Regions from separate parts of the Pan troglodytes genome. Here region 1 is linked to region 2. A link is a contact called in public HiChIP or PLAC-seq data. All regions are on one chromosome and are shown on one strand. Each heading gives the region's core, a stretch centred on a gene start, on an enhancer-like site or on the middle of the called end of the contact. The rest is flanking DNA. Distances are from core to core; before and after follow the strand shown.

Region 1 (5,636 bases), core at 1,253-3,752, 560 kb before region 2:
GCGGCGGCTCCGGCCGGGCGGCCGCCAGCTCATCCTTGCTGCGTCCCGGACTCCGGGCGGCTCCGCGGCGCGCTGGGTCCGCAGCGTCAGCGCCGCCCGCCGCGGCCCGGGCTCCGGGCACCGCGAGAACCGTGCCTCCGGCCGTCGCCGGCCTGCGCCCCCGGGGCAGGCGGGCACGCAGCCGACCCCTCGCCGCGGCTTAAACCTTGCTGGCGCGCGGTGAGTTGTGGCCCGAGGGGGACGGACAGAGGGGACCGTGCCCTCCGGCCTCCTGGGGCGAGGGCTGCGGCGGGGACATCGGGGCTCGGGGAGGTGGCCTCCGGCGAGCTCCCGCGCTTGGAGTGCTCCGAGGAGAGCCGGCGCCCCCGGAGCCCTAGGGGCCGGAGGGCGCGGGACCTGAACTAGAGGGTCTCCCCTCGGGGCTAAGGCAGGCTTTCCGGGTGCCCCTGAGGGAGGCAATGGGGCAGAGGCTTTTTTGCGGGCCCGGTGGAAAGTACTGTCTCTGTATACAGGGGCTTCCACCGGATGGAGGGTCGTGCCAGCTTTCAGGTGGGGGCGGCGGCATTAGCGCATCCCCGTCTGCGGAGAGGCGGGACAGGCGGGTGCGCGGGGCATTATTTGCACCTCTTCCCGGCAGTCTCCCGGCGGGAGGGCACCCAGCCTCGCGCGCCTCGGCTCCTTTCCCAGGCACCGCGTCCAGCTCCCGTGCCCGCCCCAGCGCCGCCTTCGCCACCGGCCGGAGCCCGGCAACCGCTTGCCCGTGGCCTCGGCAGGTTGTGGGGGTCTCTAGGGTCTGGGGTCTCCCTGCAGCCCCAGGACTTCAGGGTCAGGCTCTCTCCGGACACTCGGGACCGTCCCTCCCTGGGACCGTGATGAACCTGCGCGTCTACGCGGCCGCCGGGCGAGCGGACCGGCAGTGGTCTCTGTGTGTGCATGTGTGTACGCGCATGTGTGCTGGGGGGTCCCCGCTCCGGGGTCGGTCTTCCCCGGCGCTCGCAGGTGGGAGGCGTCTCCTCCCCGCGCGGGGGCGGGGCCGAGAGGTGGAGGCCTCGACTGCGAGAGGCGCCCCCGCACCAGGGCGGTCTGAGGCTGTTTGTGCTGAGATGGGGCAGCAGCATCGGCGGCGGCAGGGAGTCCTGAGGCCCGAACGTACGAGCGCCCCCTGCCCCTAGGCCCTGAGTGACATCCCGCCCTCAGACTTTCAGTCCCTGTCGGAGGAGGCGCCTTGCTTCTTTCTCTCCTCTCCGCACCATTGCCGGCCCCTGGCGCGGGAGAACGCGGCCTTTCCGGACACCGACTGAGCTGGGCTTGCCTAGCTGGGTGCCCGAAGCCACGTGTCTCTCAGAGCGGTGGCTGCCCCTGTGTCAATCTGGCAGAAAGCCCGAAGTGACAGGGAGGGAGCGGCATGTATGTTCCCATCATAGTCCCTCGCCTTGTCCGTTCTGGGGTGAGTGGGGGCCTAGGGCAGGCGGGGAGACCAGTGCTCCCAGGGTCTCCATACGGAGCACCCCATCCCACACCCTGCCATTCTGCAGCGCTCAGCCTCCCGCCCCCGGGCCAGCCAATGGTGGACGTGAAGAATGCTCTCATACCCATCTTCCCACACTCCCGGGATGCGTCCTGGGCTAGCCCCACTTTCCCCCGGATCCCAATGGGATGCTGAGCCTCAGGCTCTGGTTCTGCATGCTCAGCAACTCAGAGCCCAGAAGGGCCTCAGGGCCTTCCGGCCTAAGGTAGGGGGAAGCTTTCATGAAGAAGGGAGGACTAGCAGGAGCCTTTTCGGAGGTGGCAGAACTTCCGCAGAGGCCTCTGGGTACTCTGGGGTGTGATCACCCATAGCGCAGGGGCCTCATCACCTCTTCTTGGCAGGCCCTGGGGACTGGTGAACCGGCTCTCGAAATGGGCCTGGCTGCGGTGGAGCGTGGAGGTTGGAGCCTTGTCCCCTCTCTCACTTCCTGGAGGGCTTCACCAGCCCTTAGTCAGATCCTGTCCTTGGGGTGGGGTGGGCGGGGGGCTTTGAGGATGGTGCCTCCAAGCCTCTGCTCAGCACTGGGCTGGGCGTGATGTCCGCTTGTGAATTGGGTGGCCACTGTCTTTATGTTCCTCCAACTTCTGTCCTTTTACACATAAGCTTTTGCCTACCTGCCAATACCTTCACACCTGTCAGGGACAAAAATACCTCAAAAGTTATCCCCCCCGCACCCCGCACCTTAGCCACTTCAGGGACTACCCTTTCCAGGGGCATCTGCATTTAAGAGAGACGGGAGAGGAAGATGGCAAGGCTTAACCCAAAGGAGTGCTCTACCCTACTCAAGCATTCTCAGGCATTTTCAGGAGCGAGATATATTGGTTGGGGGGGCAGCATGTAGCTCGTCACCAAGCACAGGTCCTGAGCAGGCGGAGGGGAGGCGGGAGCATGTCAGGAGTTGAGCTGCTTTCTGGGCCTCAGTGGCCTTGCGTAGGCCGCTCCTCCTCCCCCCCCCTCCCTCCTCCCCCAACCTGCGTCTGGGCGGCTTCATTCCGTTGGAGGCGTGACGTCTCTGAGAGGGAGCGCCTTGCACAGCGGCAGGCAGGCAGCCCGAGGTAGGTGAGAGAGCGAGCAAGCGAGCGATCGAGTGAGTGAAACTGGAACTGAGCAGTGTGCTAGCCAGAAGGGTCAGGGGGCCGGGTTCAGGCCTAGAAGGGCTCTGCAGCTCCCACTCACTTCCTGAGGGGTCCACAGTCCAGCGCCAGGATGTGTGGCCACACCCATCCCCGCCCTGCTGCGGGGGACAGCTGGCAGCAAAAGATGGGAGCAGAACCCACAGGCTCCTGAGCTGAATAATTACAGCCGATAGACGTGTCCTCTCTCCTAGACAAGTGTGGAGCCGGCAGCCTCTAATTACCACCCACCCCAAGATATCTGCCCACCCCACTGTCCTCCTCTGCTCGGTCTAGAACCCAACTTTTCAGTGGGCAGGCCGCACTGGCAGCCTGGACAGCTGGGCCTGCCGGCTGTTGGCTGGCAGGTTATCTCATTTCTGCAGAGTGGCGGCCGCCTTTGCCTCCTGAAGAAGGCATGTGGGGAGCTGGCATTGGAGCTCTGGCCCCACTCACTGGGGCTGCAGAAGAGCTGCTGGCTGTCTTGGCGGGCCTAAGGGGCTTGCACTGGTGGGCATGGGCCTGGAGCAGTGGACACCAGCTCTCTGTCACTCCCACTCAGACTGATGGCTCCTGGAAAGAACGGAGAGGGCTCATTTTCTTAAGTGTCACCTCTGCTGTAGTTAGCAGGGGACTATAAAAAATTAAGTTAGAGGGTTTTGCTGCCTTTGGTCCCTGTAGAGTGCAGGCTGCTTTTTCTTGGTCCTGCGAGCTGTCTATGTCTCTCCTCTCTCTGTGTACTGTCTCTGGCCTCCCTCTCCCTGCTGCCTCCCAGATGAACCTGAGGCTGGTAGTTCCTCCTTCACAACTAATTCCTTCTCCCTGCCTGCCCTGGGGGCTTCCGCCTTGGTTTCCCACTTCTCCCCTCCACCTGGCTTGCCTTGCCTGAGCCTGCTCCTGGAAGGGAGGCATGTCAATGGAACTTGCTTAGAAGAGATGAAGCCTGCTAGCTAGCAGCCAGCCCACCCCGCGGCCCTGCCCACCCCCGCCCCTCGACTGCAGGCCCGAGAGACTGTTCCAGTCTGTCCATGTTTCTCTTGGCTCCTTGGAAAAACGAGCACCACAAGGATAGTAAAAATCACCCCTTAAATTAAAGCTGATGACTCCTGTCGAAATGTTTTATTATTAACCTCACCATTTAGCAATCTCGTGGCAGCAGTGAGGCATCAATATATGTGTACACACGTATATTAAATAAATTGGGGAACGCAGTGCATAATGACATTATCTGGACCCCATTCAATTAAGGTAGTTATTATCTGTGGTAATTGGGAAATGCCAGCCCATAATGCCAGCCCATGCCATTTGGGGCCGAGCCATGCTGACAGGCAGGCCTTGGTGTCTAGCTAAGGCTCTCAGTTCTCCCGAGAAGGCACTGGTCGCCCATTGGTGGTGATGATGGTGAGTCCCAGGAGAGCCTGGGCAGCTGCCCTCCCTGGGCTGGGCCACCAGCATGGGAACCAGGAGGTCTGGGTTCCACCCAGTCCTTCACACTTGGCTCTCCCAGCCACCCCTCTGTTCCTTAGGGTGACACAAGCTAGCCCCTGGATCTATTTCCTGGTTAGGGGCATGACTTCTAGTAAAAACTCTGTCATTGCTACAGGGTTATTTTTAGGTTTAAATATAGAAATAAAGATTGGAGACTCAACCTGATTCCTAAGCTTGTGGAGGGTGATTGCTTCTCAGGTATCACTCACTGCCTCTTTTCAGTGCCTGACCTCGGTACAGCCGAGGGATGGAAGTCTCCCCACCAACCACAGTTATATTCATGCGGTGCAGTTTGGATGTTGATTGGGCTAAGCCAGTGGCCCCTGCTTTCCAGGGCAGTGCTGGGTTGTTGAGGGGACAGGAAGAGGGAGGAGAGAGGAAGAAGCGGTATTAGTGGCGAAGGCCAAAATAGTAACAGCTGCAAACAAAGACACTTGCCCACTTGGGTCTTGTGCTGGAAAACTAGAGATGGCGGCATGTAGGGATGGGGAGGAGAGGCCTGGGGGTCTGCATGGTTGGGGCCTGCTGGATGGAGGAGATCCAGGCAAGCATGAGCCTGGTGGCCGGTCCCCTGGCTCTGGGAGAGGAGGAAGGTAAGGGTATTTTCTAGGCTGAGCAGGGAGGCCCAAGGGCTGATGAGATGTGCTTGCCTTGTCGATGGGACTTGCTGCTGTGAGCTGCTGTGGCCTTTGCACGTGGCTGTCCTTCTAAGTCTCAGGTTTCTCTGGTGATGAGTCCCTGCCTGTGCTGTGCTCAAAGCCTTCTGTGGCCCCTCATTTCCCTGTCCACACTGTGGTCGATAAGGTCCTGTTGATCTTGTGTTCCAGGCCCTCTCTGACTTCATCGCATCAACCCTCTCCCCACTGCCCCCTGGTCACGTTGGCCTCCTTGCTCATTCTAGAACATCAAGTGCCAAGCCTGTGCCCACCTCAGGGCCTTTGCACTTGCTGTTCTTTCTCTTTGGAATCCTCTTCTCCCAGATGTTCACATGGCTCATGCCTTTACTGCTTTTACTCTAGGATCAAATGCCACTTCCCCAGAGAAGCCTTCCCTGATTATTCTTTTCTGAAAAAGCCCTTCTGGGTCATTCCCTGTCCCCTTACCTGCCTTATTTTTTTTCATATCACCTGATCCCCTGAAGTCCCAGCCATCTATGTGTTCAGGTATTTGTTGTTTGTCCTGTGCCCACCCGCTTTGGGACGTGGGCTCCAGAGGGCAGGCGTTTGTGTCTGTTTCACTCCCAGTGTTTCCCCAGTGCCCACCCAGAGCAGGGGCTGGTGCACAGTGGGTGCTCAGAGCACCTTTGAATGTCACACTGAGGGACTGAATGGTTGTGACAGAGGGGACTGTCTTCTATGCTTGAGCACACAACAGAGTTGTGAGAATTCAGTGTGAGGTCCGAGTGCCACTCTGGACTGGGCGCACTGCTGCAGATCCCCTGTCCTGGGCTTTGCTCTGGGCAGGGCGCTGGCTTTGCCTGGTCAGTTACTGAGCCTTTCCTGTGTTCT
Region 2 (6,516 bases), core at 2,784-5,283:
GGTCCCTGTCCTCACAGGGGATGGCTGCCAGGCCTGTAGAAGGAGCTGGGAGCAACAGGACGCCCCCGTCCCTCTGGCCCTGGCACATTCCCTTTCTACTCCCTAGCCCGTCCTCTTTCATATCTGGTATCCCCCATCCACAACCCCTCACTTGTGGGAGGACCCCATCTCTCCCTCCTCCCCAAACCAAATCCCCATCTCCAGCCTCCTCCCCACCAGATGCTTCTGTCCATTGGCCCCACCCACATCTCCCTGTCCTTCCCCACCAGGTGCCCTGTCCCAGACCTTTACCCACCCAAGGCCTCCCTCCCCAGACCCTCCCCAGCATGGGTCCCCCATCTCAGGCCCATGCCCTTCCCCCATCTCACGTCCAGGCCTCTTCTCAGTACCTCTGTCCCAGGCCTTGCCCACCTGGGTACCCCCCAATTCCAGCCCCTCACCTGTCTGAGGCCCCTGTTTTTCCGGAGGCGCCCCTGCTGGCTCCTTCCCCTCCTTCTCAGGCAGGTTGCCCGACACCTCCTGGCTTGCTATGGGCAGAACTGACTTCACCTCTCCGCCAGGCCTTCTTGCTCTTGCAGGTGTAGGTCACCATACGCCCCATGCCCAGCTTTAAGGGAGGCTGCTGTGACCGTTTTGAGAAGCCCCTGGGTACGGCCACAGAGAAGGGGTGGGGCGGCAAGGCAGATGGTCCCGGCCCCCTCCTCCCCACATGTCCCTCTCGGCTCATCATCAGGGAAATGGCACCCTGGTGGCGGAACATGGAGGAGCAGCCCGAAATTCATGATCAGGGCTTCGGAGCTGGGGCCTCCATCCTGAGAAGGTCCCCAATTCAGATCCTGTAGCAGCCACCCCAGTACCAACTGCTTAAGAAAAGGAGGAGTTTTCAAATTAAAACCTCCAGTTGGAAACTTCCCAGAATTCTGGGAAGCAAAGACTGGGGAGGATGGGAGGTTGGGGAAGATTAGTTGGAGGTAGAGGGGGCAGGGGTTTGATGAAGCAGGGAAGGAGGTGTGGGGGGCAGGCAGGAGTTTTGGGGGAAAGGGGGTGGAGACTTGGAGGAAAAGATGTGAGAGCCCCAGGAAGCTTGGCAGGGAGCAAACAGGGAGAGGCAGGGAGGGAACTGAACCCTGAGGGCAGGGGCTATTGAGGACTGCACACACCTCTGTCCTTCCTGGGTTTGTTCTGTCCTCAAGAACATTCCCAGCAGCCAGACAGTATCTGTCTTCCCTCTTAGCATCCAGGTTTTGTGTCCAGGTGGTAGCACAGACCCCACTAAGTCTATTTATTTATTTGTTTTTATTTTTATTTATTTATTTTTTTGAGACGGAGTCTCACTCTGTCGCCCAGGCTGGAGTGCAGTGGGCTATCTCGGCTCACTGCAAGTTCTGCCTCCTGGGTTCACGCCATTCTCCTGCCTCAGCCTCCCAAGCAGCTGGGACTATAGGCGCTTGCCACGGCGCCCAGCTAATTTTTTGTGTTTTTAGTAGAGACGGGGTTTCACCGTGTTAGCCAGGATGGTCTCGATCTCCTGACCTCGTGATCCACCCGCCTCGGCCTCCCAAAGTGCTGGGATTACAGGCGAGAGCCACCGGGCCTGGCCTTGTTTTTATTTTTATTTTTAATTTCTTGAGACGGAGTCTAGCTCTGTCGCCAGGCAGGAGTGCAGTGGCACAATCTCGGCTCACTGCAACCTCCGCCTCCCGGCTTCAAGCGATTCTCCTGCCTCAGCCTCCTGAGTAGCTGGGACTACGGGTACCCGCCACCATGCCTGGCTAATTTTTGTATTTTTAGTAGAGACAGGGTTTCACCATGTTGGCCAGGATGGTCTCGACTTCTTGACCTTGTGATCCACCTACCTTGGCTTCCCAAAGTGCTGGGATTACAGGCATGAGCCACTGCGCCCGGCCCTATTTTTATTTTATTTTTTTGAGATGGGGTTTCACTCTTGTCACCCAGGCTGGAGTGCAGTGGTACAATCTCAGCTCACTGCAACCTCCGCCTCCCGGGTTCAAGCAATTCTCCTGCCTCAACCTCCCGAGTAGCTGGGATTATAGGCGCACGCCACCACAACCGGCTTTATTTTATTTATTTATTATTATTATTATTAGTTTTTGAGATGGAGTTTCGCTCTTGTTGACCAGGCTGGAGTGCAATGGCGCAATCGCAGCTTACCACAACTTCGCCTTCCGGGTTCAAGCGATTCTCCTGCCTCAGCCTCCAGAGTAGCTGGGATTACAGGCATGCGCCACCACGCCTGGCTAATTTTGTATTTTTAATAGGGGTGGAGTTTCTCCACGTTGGTCAGGCTGGTCTCGAACTTCCAACCTCAGGTGATCAGCCAGTCTCGGCCTCCCAAAGTGCTGGGATTACAGGCATGAGCCACCGTGCCCGACCAATTTTTTTTTTTTTTGAGACGGAGTCTCATTCTGTCACCCAGGCTGGAGTGCAGTGGCGTGATCTCAGCTCACTGCAAGCTCCACCTCCTGAGTTCATGCCATTCTCCTGCCTCAGCCTCCCATGTAGCTGGGACTACAGGCGCCCGCCACGATGCCCGGCTAATTTTTTTGTATTTTTAGTAGAGACGGGGTTTCACCATGTTAGCCAGGATGGTCTCAATCTCCTGACCTCAGGTGATCCACCTGCCTCGGCCTCCCTTTTTTGTATTTTTAAAAGAGACGGGGTTTTGCCATCTTAGGCAAGCTGGTCTTGAACTCCTGACCTCAGGTGATCTGCCTGCCTCAGGCTCCCAAAGTGCTGGGATGGGATTACAGGCGTGAGCCACCGTGCCCGGCCTTTTTTTTTTTAGAGACAGACTCTCCCTCTGTTGCCCTGGTGCAATCATAGCTTACTGCAGCCTCGACCTCCTGGGCTCAAGCAATCCTCCCACCTCAGCCTCCCCAGTAGCTAAGACCACAGGCATACAACACCATGCCTTGCTAATTTTTTTTTTTTTTTTTTTTTTCGTATAAGCAGGGTATTGCTGTTGCCCAGGCTGGCCTGGAACTCCTGCACCTGGCCTCAAGCTATCCTCTTGCCTTGGCCTCCCAAATGGCTGGGATGGGATTCTAGGCGTGACACACTGCAGCTGGCTGCCTTTTTTGTTGTTGTTGAGACAAGGTCTTGCTCTGTTGCCCAGGGTGGAATGCAGTGGTGCAAACATGGCTCACTGCGGCCTCGACTTCCTGTGCTCAGGTGATCCTCCTGCCTCAGCCTCCTAGGTAGCTGGGACCACCAAATGCACAGGTGTGCACTACCATACCCAGCTAATTTCTAATTTTTTTTTGTAGAGACATGGTCTCACTTTGTTGCCCAGGCTGGTCTTGAACTCCTGGGCTCAAGCAATCCTCCCACCTCAGCCTTCCAAAGTGTTGGGATTACAGGCGTGAGCCACTGGGCCCAGCCTCTATTGAGTTTTAATCTCCGTTTACTTGACTATCACCTTCAGGATTTCAAACATCTAGAGACCACCAAGGTGCATGGTGCACAGGTCTGAATTGCAGGTTGAATCTCAATTTAGTATTAGTATTCCCCAATGCGACTACAGAACTGATTATTACTATTTATTTTTTTTGAGATGGAGTCTTGCATTGTCACCCGGGCTGGAGTGCAATGGCACAATCCTGGCTTACTGCAACCTCCACCTCCCAGGTTTAAGGGATTCTCCTGCCTCAGCCTTCCAGCTAGCTGGGATTACAGGCGCCCGCCACCACACCCAGCTAATTTTTTGTATTTTTAGTAAAGACGGGGTTTCACCATGTTAGCCAGAATGGTCTTGATCTCTTGACCTCATGATCTGCCCGCCTCAGCCTCCCAAGGTGCTGGGATTATAGGCGTGAGCCACCGCGCCTGGCCCAGAACTGATGATTAACCCAGCTGAGCCTCTGTTCATCTGAATGGGTATTGTCAACAGCACTCACTTACAAGAGTTGTTGAGAAGATCCAATGAGACAAATAGTTGCTAAAGTGCCAGGCATGCAGCAGTGCTTAAGAAACTTCTCACCCTGGGTTTTTTATTGGTATTGATTGATGTAGAGGTGGGGGAGAAGATCAAAGACAAGGATTGAGAATCAGGGATGGGAAAAGCAGTGGGCCACTGACAGCCGCTCTGCCTGCCTGGGAGGTGGGGTGGGGAAAGTGGGCGGGACATGCTCCTGGGCCTGGCCCACCCAGATCACCCCTACAGGCTGTCGGCCTGTGCGTCTGCATCCGGTGGCCACAGAGCAACTTCCTCTAGAGGGAGCTGATTGGAGCCGGGTGCCGCTGGCACCTCTATGATCACTGGAGTCTCGCGGGTCCCTCGGGCTGCACAGGGACAAGTAAAGGCTACATCCAGATGCCGGGAATGCACTGACGCCCATTCCTGGAAACTGGGCTCCCACTCAGCCCCTGGGAGCAGCAGCCGCCAGCCCCTCGGGACCTCCATCTCCACCCTGCTGAGCCACCTGGGTTGGGCCAGGATCCCGGCAGGTAAGCTGGAAGGGTCCTGTCCATCCTCCCAGATCTCAGCAGCCCCAGCCCCAGGGTGGGGCAGGGAGCCTGCCGGGAGCCGGGTGGGGAAGGGGAAGCTCAAGGCTTCCCTGGGCAGGTCTGCCGCCCCGGCTGGGGACCTGATCCTGCCATGCCTGCCTCTGGCTGCCCCTCACAGCTTCCCCTCTTGGCCCAGCCCTGGATGTCGGAGAACTGTAAGAACTGGGTCCTTTAACAGTCTGGGAGATGGGAGTGGAGGTCAGAGCCAAGGTCAAGGGCAGAGAGAGAACTTTCTCAGCGCTTGCTGCTGCCCAACATCCCTAGACTGGGTCCAGGGCCTGGCCAGGCATGTATCCTTGGGGAACATTCATCGGGGCCCAGCAAGCCCAGGAAGTTGGGGGTGGCTCCCCTCACCGGGAATTTAGGCCACTTGGATGGGGGAGGCAGAGCTAGGCCTGAGTCAGCATAGGTTGCTGGCCTTGGGGGGTGTTCTGAGGCTCTACCTGCTCCCCTCGGAAGCCTGGGGTGTTGGTAGAGGGAGATGGAGGTGCAGTCAGCATCCTCCAGCCCTACTGTCCTGGGGGTGCCGGGTCCTGGAGACTGGGGAAGAAGGAAGGCCATCTTATTTAAGGAGCTACGGGGGGTGGGAGGCAAGCAAAGCTCTTTTTTTTTGTTTTTTGAAATGGAGTCTCGCTCTGTTGCCCAGGCTGGAGTGCAGTGGCGCGATCTCGGCTGACCGCAACCTCCGCCTCCAAGGTTCAAGCGATTCTCCTGCCTCAGCCTCCCAAGTAGCTGGGACTACAGGCGCATGCCACCATGCCCAGCTAATTTTTGTAGTTTTAGTAGAGATGGGGTTTCATTATGTTGGCCAGGCTGGTCTTGAACTCCTGACCTCGTGGGCCACTATGTCCGGCTGCAAAGTTCTGTTTTAACAAGGCCTTGCCCCTAGAGGTGGAGGAGAGGAGGGTCTGCCTTCGCCGTGTCCCTGTCCGGCAGAGCGAGGAGGAGTGGGGAGCTGGGTGAGGGCACAGGTGGTCCAGCCCTCCTCCACCCCTTCTTGAGAGCTCTTGGGGCACTTTCGAAAACACTCCCAGGCCTAGCGGAAGGAGGGTGGGCGAAGGTCCCCAGGCCCTGGGCAGTGGGGGTGGGGCTGTGTGCTTGGCCCAGGGTGGGGCTGCACACCCCCTCCCTCTGGGATAAGAGGAGGGCGCTCTCCTTCTGAGGGCTGGAGGCTGCCTGGGGAAATGGGGCTCTGGGAGGGGTGCAAACTGAAAGTGAAACAGCTGACATCCAGGAAACACTCGCCCTGATGAGGGGTCACAGCAGGTTGGGGCTGCGGTCAGGCCCAGGCAAAGAGGAAAATTGGGGCTGGGGACAGAAGACCAGGTGTGTGGTGGGAGTATGAGGCAGGTTATGGGGCTTCAAAGAAGGCCCTGATCCTGAGGGCTCCCTCCAGTCACTGCAAGGCAGGAGTGGGGAAGGCACAGACAGGAGGTAAATAGGGAAAGTTGTCCTGAGAAAGAACACACTCTGAGGTCCACAAACTGGAAAAGAAATCTTGCATGCGTGTTGAGTACATGGACTCACAGAGATTCAGACAAACAACCTGACTTTCCGTGACTAACGATGTGACCTCGGGCACTCAACTCTTTGTGCCTCACTTTTCCTGCCTGTAAAGTGGGTATGATGGCGCTCACCCTGCTGGGTTCATGTGAGTTTCCAGTGTTCACCACCCACAGAGTGCTCCTAAGTGGGAGAGTATATCTTAGGCTCTCAGGAAATGTTTGCGGCTAACAGCCCAGAGTTAAAAAACAGGTGTGTTCTGGCCAGCCAGAGGGAAGTAGGGCCTCTGAGGGCAGCCTTCATGGGCCATTGGCTGGGCAGTGGCTCGCTTGCAATAAGCATGTGCTGGGTGGGCTGCAGGAGGCCCCAGGAACAGCTAAAAGCTAAAAACCCCCCAGGCTCTTGCCCCAGGAGTGGCATGAACTTGAGAGCCAGCGGGCACTGCTGCAGCCACACCCTCCTCGATGGTGCAGATACCTCAGTCTG

What was found. HiChIP or PLAC-seq counts read pairs in DNA pulled down with a chosen protein or histone mark.
Region 1: a contact with region 2 is called in an H3K4me3 HiChIP or PLAC-seq map of stem cell-derived excitatory neurons, with 4 times the contacts expected there. The contact joins the promoter of GRM4 here to the promoter of BAK1 in region 2.

What each region holds. Positions count from the first base shown.
Region 1 is chr5:40,019,246-40,024,881 of NHGRI_mPanTro3-v2.0_pri, reverse strand. It overlaps GRM4 (glutamate metabotropic receptor 4), which reads left to right and starts at 2,502. Exons shown (of 11, transcript XM_063812902.1): 1 at 2,502-2,583.
Region 2 is chr5:39,459,594-39,466,109 of NHGRI_mPanTro3-v2.0_pri, reverse strand. It overlaps BAK1 (BCL2 antagonist/killer 1), which reads left to right and starts at 4,033. Exons shown (of 6, transcript XM_518407.8): 1 at 4,033-4,467.